3 separate regions of the Bombyx mori genome follow, and regions 1 and 2 are each linked to region 3. A link is a contact called in public Hi-C data. All regions are on one chromosome and are shown on one strand. Each heading gives the region's core, a stretch centred on a gene start, on an enhancer-like site or on the middle of the called end of the contact. The rest is flanking DNA. Distances are from core to core; before and after follow the strand shown.

What was found. Hi-C and Micro-C count contacts between places; a contact is called where the count stands out from the background.
Region 1: a Hi-C map of posterior silk gland shows a contact between it and region 3, with 2.2 times the contacts expected there. The contact joins two enhancer-like sites. A contact is called at or near these places in 4 of 7 Hi-C or Micro-C datasets (middle silk gland, posterior silk gland and whole pupa).
Region 2: a Hi-C map of whole pupa shows a contact between it and region 3, with 2.4 times the contacts expected there. The contact joins two enhancer-like sites. A contact is called at or near these places in 4 of 7 Hi-C or Micro-C datasets (middle silk gland, posterior silk gland and whole pupa).

The regions. Positions count from the first base shown.
Region 1 is chr23:11,709,650-11,714,331 of ASM3026992v2, reverse strand. The region is part of intron 1 of LOC101739051; the gene reads left to right. Among protein-coding and RNA genes, the nearest start is that of LOC101739051, 12 kb to the left of the region's middle. Within about 2 kb of position 2,396, at least 7 of the 8 cell types and tissues checked have open chromatin away from gene starts, as enhancers often do.
Region 2 is chr23:11,513,494-11,518,041 of ASM3026992v2, reverse strand. LOC101738909 reads left to right here. Exons shown (of 3, transcript XM_012695866.4): 3 at 3,169-4,387. The coding sequence ends at 3,627. Among protein-coding and RNA genes, the nearest start is that of LOC101738769, 8.2 kb to the right of the region's middle. Within about 2 kb of position 2,026, at least 2 of the 8 cell types and tissues checked have open chromatin away from gene starts, as enhancers often do.
Region 3 is chr23:11,629,296-11,633,688 of ASM3026992v2, reverse strand. No RefSeq gene overlaps it. Among protein-coding and RNA genes, the nearest start is that of LOC101739051, 92 kb to the left of the region's middle. Within about 2 kb of position 2,273, at least 2 of the 8 cell types and tissues checked have open chromatin away from gene starts, as enhancers often do.

The DNA of each region.
Region 1 (4,682 bases), core at 1,147-3,646, 81 kb before region 3:
TCTTGCCAGTTACTATAAATTTTTCAAGATTGTCACCGCTCTTTCTGGCAATGTCACCGAAGAACTCAGGAACTCTTGTGATAGATGGTAAAGAGTTGGCATATTGAGCTGTCTTAGTATGAATGCGTTAGTCCGACAAGCTGTCCACGGGGTTCGCAGCATCTTCCTCCAGCACTACATCTCGAAGGCATCAATGCGTCATTCCACGTCTCAGGACCATAGAGAAGGATTGAGAGCACCAGAGCTCCCTAAATAAACAAGATTACTTTGTTAGAAATATCATACGATGAAGAACGTATCATAGGGTTGATTAGTACTAAACTTTTAAACCCATTACGTCAGGTCAGAGTCCCGTGAGCTCACCTACTCGCTCGGTTAAGACTCCTTGAGGTTACCAATATAGGTATAAAAAAAAGGAAAAAAATAAATACCCTACTACAAAAAGTCCAAAGCAAAATTATTTAGGCATCACGATACGGATCTAGTTTATTTTCTGCTAATTTATGATTACATTAAATTGTTTTGGCGTTTTTAAAAGAGGATATAGGTGCGTTTACACTCTACTTCGCGTATCGACGATTACGGCTGTGAAACGTAATAGTTATTGAATTAAATTAATATTCGTTTATAAAAATACATTCGCAATTTGGTCAGCGACTTGAATATTTAATTAATATTACTTTTACGGTTTGTTCCAACGTTTACGATTTTCGTTTTATTATTTCGGATGTTTCGAATACTTTACAGATTTTCGTGGTCACGGACAACTTTTTTTATTGCTTTGATGGGTGAACGAGCTCACGGCCCACCTGGTGTTAAGTGGTTACCGGAGCGCATAGACATCTACAAACGCCCCCCCACCTTGAGATATGAGTTCTAGGGTTCTAAGGCTGCCACGCACTTCAAACCGAAACGCATTACCGCTTCGCGGCAGAAATATACAGGGTGGTGGTACCTACCCGTGGAAACTCACAAGACGTTTTACCAGTAGACTAAGGTGTTATACGTTGACATTTGAATTTTTTTCCGCGACTTGCAAAAACCTAAGAAAAGGTATGATAATAATAATAAAATAATAATTGTAACAAACTACGCTTGAACCAGACGGAAAGTTATAGTTTACTTAATTCTGTTGTGATTTATTAGCTTAACCTATAGACAGAGCCCAGAGTTTCTCGCTGGATCTTCTCAGTGGGTCGCGTTTCCGATTCGGTAGTAGGTTCTGCGAAGCACTGCTCCTGCTGCCAGTGTTAGCAACACTTCGGATTTGAGCCCCGTGAGGTCACCTACAGGTTAAAGTGAAACTGAAATAGCCTCTAAAGGCTATTAGCATTAGGCAGGAAGAAAGTCTTGCTGTTAATAAATATTTTTCAAATTTAAAAACAGAAAACTAACGGGACTAAACACATTGAGCTGAAATAATTACGTATAGATGGCGCTAGACAGCACGGTTGCTAAGAATTTTACAATCTTTCAAATAGTTAAGCTACTCGACTATAGATGGCGCTGTAATGGAAGCATTTAATTTGAGATCTTAATTTTTAAGTTTATTACGATTTATTTTTAGTTTTTTATTAAATGCTATATTTCATGGTGTGCATAATGTATCTGACATTTATTAAGCGAGTAAATGAGACACTAAAATATTAAAGAATAATTTGCTTCATAAGGAGATGTAGATAGAAATTGTCACCATGTCATAGTTTGATTCGGCACGTAAATGAATGACCAACTTGACAATGATCATTTTGCAACATTAAGCATGAGGTTGGCACACCAGTTTATGAACTTCTAGTCGCAGCGTACATTGAGAACAAAAAAATAAAACGACGGAAAATGAGGAATCAGTGGTAAAGTGAGTTAAATTTTATAAATGTTACTGTGTAATACGACGTATTTGAAATACGTATCGTGTGATGAGTTTCAATATATATTCTTACTAATTCAAATTTTAAGAAATATATTAAAAATATCTAATTTTTCAAGCAGCCTTTTACCTATTTTATCTTGATTTATGAACAAATAAAACGCTACTTAATATTGATACTTATTAACAAAAATGGGAAAGACCATGAAATAATTAAATCATCGTTTTAGCTACCTTAAATTTCTCTGAGAACTAACAAATTTTTTCGCGTTTGTTTACGTCCATGAAATTCCGTACTGAATAATTCTGTCTCAATCAGTGAGTTTTTTTTGTATACACAATAGATACGGTAATCACTTAACGTCAGATGTGCGATTAGTTCGTTCGTGCATCTACGCCACGGAAACAAACAACAAAAAAAACACAGAATTGAATGCGATTTAATTCGGTAAAATCCCGCACGGCGCGAGTGTGTCGCCGTGACGTCAAACTAGACGTAGCCATCCGTGACATAAGTCAGTGACGTAGCTTTACGTAATAGCGACACGCTGCTCGCGAAATCAAGGTCACCGCATGCGGTAAACGAAACGTTATTATAATGTTTCGATTATGCGGTCCGATGTTACATAATTACGTTTTTATTTATGTTATGTGTTAATGATTATGTTATTCGTGACAGCTTTTTTTTTTTTTTTTAAAGAAAAATAAAACATTTTCGTTGCTTGTTTTTTTTTTTTGTGTGTGAACAGAACGTTTGAAAATTTCAATGTCGGTGGTTTATGGCCCGTGTTCACATTGTCGTTTTAGTCAATATAGAACGTTAATGTGTCTTTATTGTTTATAAAGACAATCTCTGTATACTTATTCAAGTCCGAAAACGAAACAAAAAAACAATAATTAACGTTGACCTTGAACAAAAATAGACACAGCTAATTACAATTTCCTCGTCATTATAATGGGTCATTGACTTACCAACATGAGGATAAAAGTTAATACACATATGAAGTACCATCCTTATAGTAGTGAGATAATTAATGTTCCATACTACTTATGCAGTGGTTGCGTGTTGTATTTCTTCTATTTTCTGAACAAAGTAAGTACGGTTCCAATAAGATATAAGTTCAAAAATGCCCAATTTCTTTTAATTCAACTTCATGGCGAAATAGATTCACGATGCGAAGTTTGGGCCAACGATACTGAAAACTTATAGATATATCTTGCCTAACTTCAGAGACACGAGCGCGGAAAATTTAATTAAAAAATTTAACACAAATGGAAAAAAAATGTCGTTCTTTTCCATTCACGGAGCGGTGAAAATGAATGACTCACAAATCCATTCACTATAAAGAATTAAATTTGCATTTAGAACGTAATGGAATAATACAATAGCAGGTTTCTCAGTCAGTGTTTTGCCGTCAGAAAATTACTCGATGATTCCTTCTTGGGAGTCAGGATAGAAAATTTCCTAAAGGTTTACATGTCTGAGCTGTGACGTAGTTTCCTATTCTTAGAATTTTTTTTGTATTTCTGTTGATGTGGTGTAGGTTTCACTGTCCACCCTCGATCGAATGGTTTCCGAAACGCACGAAACTCGAAAAATACAACGTAGGTGGATATTACAGATTATGTTATAATTATGCACATATATACATATTTTTTTATTTTTCTATATTAGGTTTTTTTATGTACCAATTTTATACCGCAGGCAGGTACCAATTATTCTAATGAACTACATACTCAAGTTATCTTCACTATTGACTTCCACGGTATAGGAATAACACCGTATAATAAAAATCAAACCCGTAAAATTATAATTTGTATAATTACTGGTGGTAGAACCTCTTGTGAGTCCGCACCGGTAGGTATCACCGCCGTGTCTTTTTCTGTCGTGAAGCAGTAATGCGTTTCGTTTTGAAGGGTGGGCCAATCGTTGTACTATAAAACTAAACTAACTAACTACTATAAAATGTCCCACAGTGGGAGGCGGGATTGAAGTTTTTGATGCCTATGGGTTTCGGTAACCACTTAACACCGGTTGAACCGTGAGCTCGTTCACGGATCTAAGCATTAAAAATAACATAATAATTCTAATGCTATTGCTTACCAAAAAAATATAAATTGAAGTCTCAATACCATACACAGCATTGATACCGCGGTTGTACTACCTACCATTCTGTCTGGAACATGTGGATCAGCATTGATACCGCGGTTGTACTACCTACCATTCTGTCTGGAACATGTGGATCAGCATTGATACAGCGGTTGTACTACCTACCATTCTGTCTGGAACATGTGGATCAGCATTGATACAGCGGTTGTATTACTTTCTGTCTGGAACATATGACTGATTACCGACAAGAATAGACGTGATGGGGTACGCTTAGGGAATACGCTCCGGTTGTAAGAATTCTAAACGAAGAAAAATAATTAAACCTTATATATTATTAATTTACACCGGTAAAGTGGATGGAAAAAGTTATCTGGGGCGCGTGCCAATACTTTGGTCTGACCAAATCCGCACCGCTGTTGAGTCCAAGATACAGAAACAGATGGCGAAAAATCGTTCGAGCGAAAGTAATAGAGAAGAGTCACGTCCCCACAACTTTTAGGAATTCCATGCAAGGAGGAGCATTGTTAAGCATAGGAATGCATCTGCCAAATATTTCCAATACCACCCTTGACTGATCTCTGAGCAACTAGGCATGTAACTAAAGATGATAAAAAGTCAAAATCAAAATAAATAAAAAAATTGCCCTTTTAAGCAGACGAGCACACGATCCACCTGATGGTCACCGTCGCTCATGGAAATCACCAA
Region 2 (4,548 bases), core at 777-3,276, 120 kb after region 3:
ATAAAATGTACAAACGAAAACAAGGGCAGAATAACTGGGCTCTGTTAACTTTGTTTTCATTACACTTCGATTGTTTAGTTTAGAAAATCATCACAGCGCCGAGCCGAGATAAAATTATCGCGCTTCTTCTCTTTTGTTAATTTAGAAAAGTTAACCGCCCACCTTTATTGACCGACACAAGATGAACTCTTATCAACAATCCTTTCGCATTTTAGTATAAAGAATCGCTTTAAGGTAACGAGCTCATACATGGCTGGTGCTGTTTAAATCAGAGGATTATGGTTAGTCTTTATGGGAACAGAGCAGCTCCAATGAGCCGGTAAAACGCTTCGAGGAAATTTGCATAGATTGACACCACGCGATTTCGCCTCACACGCGATATTGAAACGTACCATTTAATGTTATAGATTAATACTCGCAAGCCTCATAACGATTATGTTAATAATCGTATTCGTTCTCCGCGCGCTGAGCTAGTTCACCGAGTAAAATATTGAAAACACACAGCCGATATTTAAAGTTCGGCGTGTAAGCTCTTTTTATTGTTTACCGAACACACATCTGGTCATCGTGACTTTCTATTATGTATTCATATTGGTCGCCCACTAATTAGTACACAAAAGTTAATGCGCCACGAGACAATGAGAGTGTGAGTATTCGAAACGTCAATATCCCTACACACTAGGGTGACACTTCGTGAGCGCGGGCCACAGAAAACACGATCTCTAAACATGAGCAACGCGGACAGCGCAGCCTTCGAAGCTCTGAATATTGAATACATCTAGCGTATGGCTCATCAGTTCGTCAATGTACGGCCACTTAACGAATTCAAATATTTAAACATTGGGCAAAGGAAAGCGTTAGAATTCAAGTGATCTCGGCTTCGGTCCGGCTTTAGTTGACACACGAACGATTTAAAAATTAAATACTGTTCAAATGAGATGTTAAAATAAAGGGCTTGACGAAAGCTTATTGTGGATAAACTTCTTAAAGTTTTTTTATTACGAGAATAATTATATATACAGTTACACATTTAAGTTTAAATTGGTTAATTTCACAGATACTATTAGCCAATAGGTGTTAGTCAATGGATTGGATTTAATAAATGTATTATGCAGTGCACATTTCAGTGAGTTTCGAATAAAGGGCATAAATTCCACAAGTCCGACGGCGGCACGCTTTCACGGCGACACGCGTATGTCGCTTCGACCGTTTGTTTGTTCAGTATTTACGATTTGACAAAACAACACGAAATGTTTAAAAACACAGTATTTGCTGAAGTGAGACGAATGTGGATTTATGATTCCGCGGCTGTGCGTTTGTCTGCGACACGTCCGTCGGTTAGACTCGCCTCTTTAGCTCGAAACTACGACTTATTGTCCGGTCTTCGGACTTGAATACACGACCACATTCGCCAGCTAGCCAGCGCTTTATCAACGCGACTATACCACGACAATGAACGGGAAACTATACGTGCCAAGCTGTTTTAAGTACCGTGAAAACTTAGCGATTATTTTGTTTATCGTAAACACGCCTATGAAAGTTGAATTATTTTTTTTCCTTGTAAATACTATTTTAGTTTAACTAAACCTAGGATATAGAAATTTTATTAAACTCCCGATATCGGAGTGTAGTTTGTAATCAAAATTTTCCCGTAAACACAATTAAACGGTATCAAGTTCAATAACAAACAGCTGGCGGGGTGAATCACTTACATTCATTAATGGGAAGGAAGTGACCGATGACACAGTTCGACGGAGATCGATTCCAGTTCGAGGATAATTCCGGGAACGGTTCGCGGACGAGACGTATTCATTCATTAACCACTTTAATAATCGCTCATTAACTGCCCGTTATATTGGTTACTCACAGTCATTGTTAGACACGTCATAAAGTGAGCAGAAATCCACGTATTAATTGGAGCGAATTAAATTTAATTTGCATTTATTTGTTTTATGAAGCTCGCATAGTCATAGGAAACGTCGACGCTTAGTACAGAAATAATTATTTATCAGACAATAATACGAGTTATCGCTCGAGTTGCGAGGTGAACAAGTCGTCTTGATTCTGCCTACCTTTATACCTACGAGATAAAACTTTGTGTATTTTAAACAAATTTATTGAACTATATAAATAGTTTTCATAGGAAATCGTCCTATTTTTACACATTAAGTGTACGAAACATCAGTACTATTAAATTAAAAAAAAAAAACATTGGCCCCAAAACATGAAATGATCAATCTATGTCAAATAAAATAAAAATAAAAATTAATATTACACGAAGACAGCTGCGGAATTCAAAAACGAAAAAGCGAATGTTCATTGTCTGATGATTTATTGAATGCAAAAATCTTTCACAATTTAAACAACGGACAAAAAGATAAACAAATTTTCCTTTTAGTTTTAGATAGCTTCATTTTGTTTAGTTTTTTTTCTTTTTAAAAGATATTTATTGCGATTGAAGATTCTTTTACAGGTAAATCCTGCGTTTATTTTTTGTGTTTCACAACTTCAAATGTTTCGATTAATTTTCATTTTCGTGGTGGCAAATCATCATGTTTACGCCTTAGTCTCAATCTCCGCGACGAATGCTTTTATTCAATAGCTTTGATGAACGGAATGTAAATTTCGAAGTGCTAGTGTGAACAATATAATTGCGTCGATCACAAACGCGTAACCTCGACACGAATCCGGTCCCAATAAACTGCACATACTATATTTATAATAAAATGACGCATAGCTTTAATCTCCTACATTAACTTAACAATCACAAAAGTGTTCTCGAAATAATTGTTCGGCGAATCACACAAAAAAAAAGGCTTTCTGCCATTAAAACTATTCATCGAATCTTCAAATTGGAAACGAAACTTCTTAACTTTAAAATCTTCTTCTGCAATCTTAAATGTTCCTACGAACCAAACATTTGTAGCATGCGTTGTATTTTTCGAACAATCTATTTCATTAATAATTATTTTTTATCAATGCATGCAGTACCTGTAATTGTGTTAGCATTTAGTGTGAAATCAATGTATGTGATACCTGTAATGCTCTGTGCTAATGTATAACATGTTGGTACCCAATAAATAAAATAAAAATAAATAAAATAATGGTAGACTCGCAATTTTTCATTTATTATACGTAGATATCTAACGGACGTTTTCATTGTTTCAGTTTACATATCTGATGCCGAAGCTGTACAAGTCTCTAGTGGAGTTCCAAAGCATCTTCAAACACCTGAGCCAGGTCGAGGTTAATTTCGTGGACGACCCGTTCTACGTCTACAACAAAACACGTCAGGATCTCTTAACGAAGACCCTCAACAGGCTCGAGAGCACAATATTGGAGATCAGAGAGAACATGATGAGGACCCGCGTGCCGGTACCGAATGTGGGCCCAAACAAGAACATCGACATGCTGAGCTTAAAAGTCGACGCGCCGCAGTGTCTCAAACAGGATTACATAGCGTTTAGGGCATACGGTAACTTGCTTAACAACTGGTATCTAGAATTCAGATGTCCGTTTGGCAAAAAGGTGATAAACGACAAAATGCAATGCACCGCCTACGAGGCCAAACTAAAGGAGAAGAAAGAATCGAGGATGTCGAAAGCGAAGAAAACGCCCGCCAGTTGATCGGATCATAGGATATTATTTATTGAATGATATTTGTCCCTTTTGTACTTATTTATTATTGTTACTGTTATACGTATGCTCTCTACGCGCGAGTGATTGTTTCAAGTGCTTGACGAAACAACGTTTTGTTGATTAAGTATTGGGTACTTTCTCTGTGATATTTAGTATTCTGTAGATAGTGATTGATTAATTTATTGTTTTTTTTTTTTATAGTTTTAAGCCTTCCTGTTCAGTTCCTTTGTACTTAACTATTCTTTTGACTATATTGTCTACATAGTAGCTTTTTGTTAATCTTAATTTATTCGTGACTTTGACTTTCGTTATTAATTTATGGATATATTATTTTTATTATTTTTTTGAATTCTTTCTACTCTTGACAGTGTTTGAAACTGATTTATTTTCTATGCGGATCGATTAACTTTCGTATTAATCGCTTTCAACTTTTTAGTTTTTAATCTCATAGTATTATTAGTTGGCACTGTTGGTGCCACAATTTTAGCCAAGAAAGACTTTTAGTACTTACGTGTTAATCTTATTTATGTATGTAATTGTTAATTTATAAGCGTGTTTATAATGTGCCGATAGATTTAAATGAATGAACTGATACCGTAATGTGAATATTAAATATATACGTATATATGTATATGTTTAATTTTTTTTAATTAAAAAGTATTCATAATTTTTGTAATGAAAATTTTTGATACAACCGAACTGTATTTAATCAAAATGAAAGAATAAAATTGATTCAATAATGATGGTATTTTGCGTATTTTTCTTTCCCTATTATAAAACTCCCAGATTTAATCTTCTAAGTGGGTACAATAAAATTAGCCTGAATGTGAATGTATCATTTTCAAAAAGTTACATAAAATATTGTTTGTTGCGAACATCTTTGAAATTCACATTATTCACGTTGATGAT
Region 3 (4,393 bases), core at 1,024-3,523:
ATGCCGACTTCAGGTCTTTCTTGATGGTTTAAGATATTCGAGTACATGCTCTTTACTTTTAAGTATCAATATAATTGCCGAAAAAACTTATCTACACATTTTCTAATGGTTCTAACAGATTGTATGTTATTATAATGTAGACACATGCCGAACAGAATGTTTGTATTAAGTTTAAGTTATTAGATTAATGACTGTTACCGAGGTTTGTCCTCGAGCACGTAAAGTTGCTCTTTTAATGGCTCATCCGTTATTCGACCTAGGAGGGCTATCATAAAATATTTGAATAATTTAATGTACCTAACTGTTTTATAATAACAAATCTCGATGCTAATAATTAGGTCCAAGATTTAAATGCAAAATATAATTTTTTATTGAAGATTTCGTTAGTTTATTATTATTATTTTCTCACATATTCTTTTTTCGATTCAATTGATTCAAATAAATAAATAAAACAAAATTAAATTAAATTAATTTAAAAATAAAAAAATTAAATTAATTAAATTAAATGAAACAAAAAAACAAAACAAAAACAAATTCTCGTTTCACCACAATATCACTACTCTATTTACTTCGTAAAGTTATTTTTTGAAAAATTTAACTTTTTTTTATTTATTTATTTTTTTTTATTTATTTATTGCCCTTGTAGGCAGACGAGCATACGGCCCACCTGATGGTGAGTGGTTACCGTCGCCCATGGACTTCAGCAATGCCAGGGGCAGAGCCAAGCCGCTGCCTACCGCTTAATACTCTCCACAAGCCTCGTTTGAAGAAGGACATGTCATAGCGCTCGGGAAACACCGTGGAGGGGAGCTCATTCCATAGCCGGATGGTACGTGGCAAAAAAGACCTCTGGAAACGCACTGTGGATGACCGCAGTGGCTCCAGGTAGTATGGATGAACTCTACTCCGGTGGCGGGCGGTGCGATGGTAAAAACGAGATGCCGGTATCATCTCGAACAATTCCTCAGAGCACTCCCCATGGAACATACGGTACAAAATACAGAGGGAACCGAAGTCCCTCCGCAGACCCAGAGGTTCCAAACGATCCGTGAGACCGGGATTATCGACAATCCGAACGGCCCTCCTCTGTATGGAGTCAAATGGAAGAAGCTGGTATTTGGGAGCCCCGGCCCAGAGATGGGAGCAGTACTCCACGCGAGGCCGGACTTGTGCTTTATAAAGCAAAAGCCTTTGTCCAGGCGTGAAGTACCGCTTCGCTCTGTTGAGGACTCCCAGCATTTTGGACGCCAACTTGGCTTTGCCTTCCAAATGACTCCGAAACTGGACAAATTTAATTTTTAAATTAATTTTTTAATTAATTTTAATTAATAAATTAATTTTTTAATTAATTTTAATTAATAAATTAATTTCGTTAAATTGCTGTCTGAAGGTTGAAAAAAAGCGCTGGATAGCCATCACTTTAGTAACATCGATAATTTATAATTGCTGTCAAGTAGCGACTTCAAATCACATCCAGTGATCTAGATTGACGTCAAGAGTCTTGTTAGAATTGGAACTGAAACTCATTATAATCGAATGCTAATATAGTTAGTTACAAATATAAAGATTGCATCTTTTTGTGATTGCCTATAATATTCATTGGATACGTTTGTCAGTCTATAGTGTATTTATTACTACGATTATATTATATTGTGTAATTTCAATTCGTAAATGTTTTGACTGCCATCTGTTGTCGAGTAGCTAATACTAGTGATCTAAATCGAAAAACGATGATAGTTTTTCATTGTAATCATGATCATTAAAACATATTTTATGTTTGTTCCCCATTCAATGTCACTGAATATTTTTGTAAATTATCGAGTATTTGGGGCTAGCTTTGGTGTATAAACCACAGATGGCGTTACAAGTATACGGCTATTAGTTTTTGTTATAACAAAATACTTTACTGCAATTAAAAACGACAATTGCACGAATTTCTTACAAAACAAGCTCATACATACATTTGATAACTTTTAATCGATACGAATACCGACCGGAAATTTACATTTGAAATAACAATACAGTTACTAATAATACTCAGAGTGCTTAAAGTATTTGCCGATAGTGCATAGATTGAAAATAGAAGCATAACTAATTTTGATCAATGGTCCGAAGGCTCAGTGGGTCGGGATTCCGATCCGGTGGTAGATTCTATGAAGCACTGCTCTTGTTAAGGCTAGGGATCTTGTTAGCAAATTCTCTCAGGTTGAGCCCGTGGCTAGGTGGTGCGATGACCTCCGCACGGCGGCCGGCAAGAAGTGGATGAGGAGAGCCACAAACCGGGCTCAGTGGTGTGGATTGGGAGAGGCCTGTGTCCAGCAGTGGACGACTGTGGGCTGTTGATGATGATGACAATGATGATGAGCCCGTGAGCTCACCTTCTGTCCGGGCGTAGCTGAAATAGCCTCTTAGGCTACCAGCGAATAGGTAGGGGAAAAGTCTGAAGCTGGTTATGAAAGAAGGTATTAATGTGAGGATGAGATGTCCTAAAAATATTCGGATGGACTGTATGAAAGAGGATATTCGAGAGAAGAATGTGAGTGCAGAAGTGCCGTGCGATAGACCCGAATGGGAAAATAAAGACATGCCACGTGGACCCCACATAGTGGGGCAAAGGCATGAAAAAAAGAACGAATTTTGAACAATAATTTCTACACGTAAGCCGATAATAAAATAAAAGTCACATAATAGACGTAATCAACAAACTAAACATGCTAATATTACTCACAATCCCATACTCCTCAATGCCTTATTCATAATCACCAGTCTAATTTTACGCTGTCCAAACATAAAACGAATTTAAATGAAAGGATCAAGTCCACTGATCGTTATCCGACGACTGAACCGAAGAAGCGCGGCGAATATCCTGTCATTTTCACCATTGTAATATAAAAAAAATATTAAAAAAACAAATCGAAATCGTTTATCTTAAATCGGCACCCTGTTAGTCGTTCCTTGTGAAGGTTAACACCGATTCATTAAAAAAAATAAGCCTGTAGACCCCCAAAAGACTGAAAAAAGACAAGGAGTTTGGGAAAAAACGACTACATTCGGTTACCGAGCGGCGCCTAGCGGGTGCTACGGCGGCGTCTGTGAATTTCATCCGTTTTATAATAGCCGATTAGGTCGTATAAGTGTTGAAATTTAAATAAACTTGACTCTATAAGCATTCAAAACCATACTGCATGTTTGTTTTTAAGCGGTATTGTAAATATGCCAACTGTATAAAGTAAAACTATATCGTTGTAAAAACAAAATATAAAAGTTATAGCTTAGAGGTTAATCACAGAGCCAAAAACTAATGAAGTGAAGAAACCAAAAACCCTCTAATGTACGTTGCAATGGATATACTAGTATATAATCCAAAGTCAGATAATGTAAGGCAGGTGGCTGTAAAAGGCCGGGATGGTAAAACTTTTGCTAAATCCGTATACAGACACATGACAAGAGGATATGCTGCACCGACCACAAATGATGTGATATAAGGTCAAGGAGTTTAGTATAATCAATCTGACAAAAATCAAGAAAACTATTGATTGTCTAATTCCAATTCCAAGAGATTCCAAACAAAATAAAAATCAGCGTAATAAAAACTAATACTGTCAATCATTACTCAAAAATTCGACACGGGGTGTATGTGACACGACTTTCCATTCTCCATTCCAAATCGTATCGTAAAATAGAAATGTTCCATTTAGATGTTTGGACAGATATTCGCCGGTGTGTAGTTTTGTTGCGAGGCCAGCACCGACTCACTAATTTATACTCGTTTGTTTAAACACGACGCGCTATTCCCGCTTCAAATCAGAATGTATTGATACTTCACGTTAAAATAATTTTATTAGTTTAATTAATTTTTTTTTTCGATTTCAATATTTATACAAATATGCAATTGGGTATTACTAGATAAACACATATCAGCTTAGTAGCTTTTTCTCTCCTCTTTCCAGATTATTTTAAACCATTTTCTATTTTTTTAACTATTAATGTGACAATCGATTTCACATTAAAATATTTTTATTAGTTTAATTAATTTTTTTTTCGATTTCAATATTTATACAAATATGCAATTGGGTATTGCTAGATAAAAACAAATCAGATTAGTACCTTTTATCCCCTGTTTCCAGATTATTTTAAGACGTTTACTATTTTTTTAACTATTAATGTGACAATCGATAAAAATCTTTAACAGCCGTTTTTTTTCAAAAATAAAATACATGGTTCTAATAAGGTGGAATAATTTATGTGTCAGTGACTGGTCCAATTGCGACCATTGATTCTTATTTGATGCTTTAATTCAAGCACGTAGTAAGTAAGAAATAAGTACAATCATCCTGCTTACTTCTGTCGCAAAGTACTCATACATTCCAGTTTGATGAGTGAGAAATCGGTT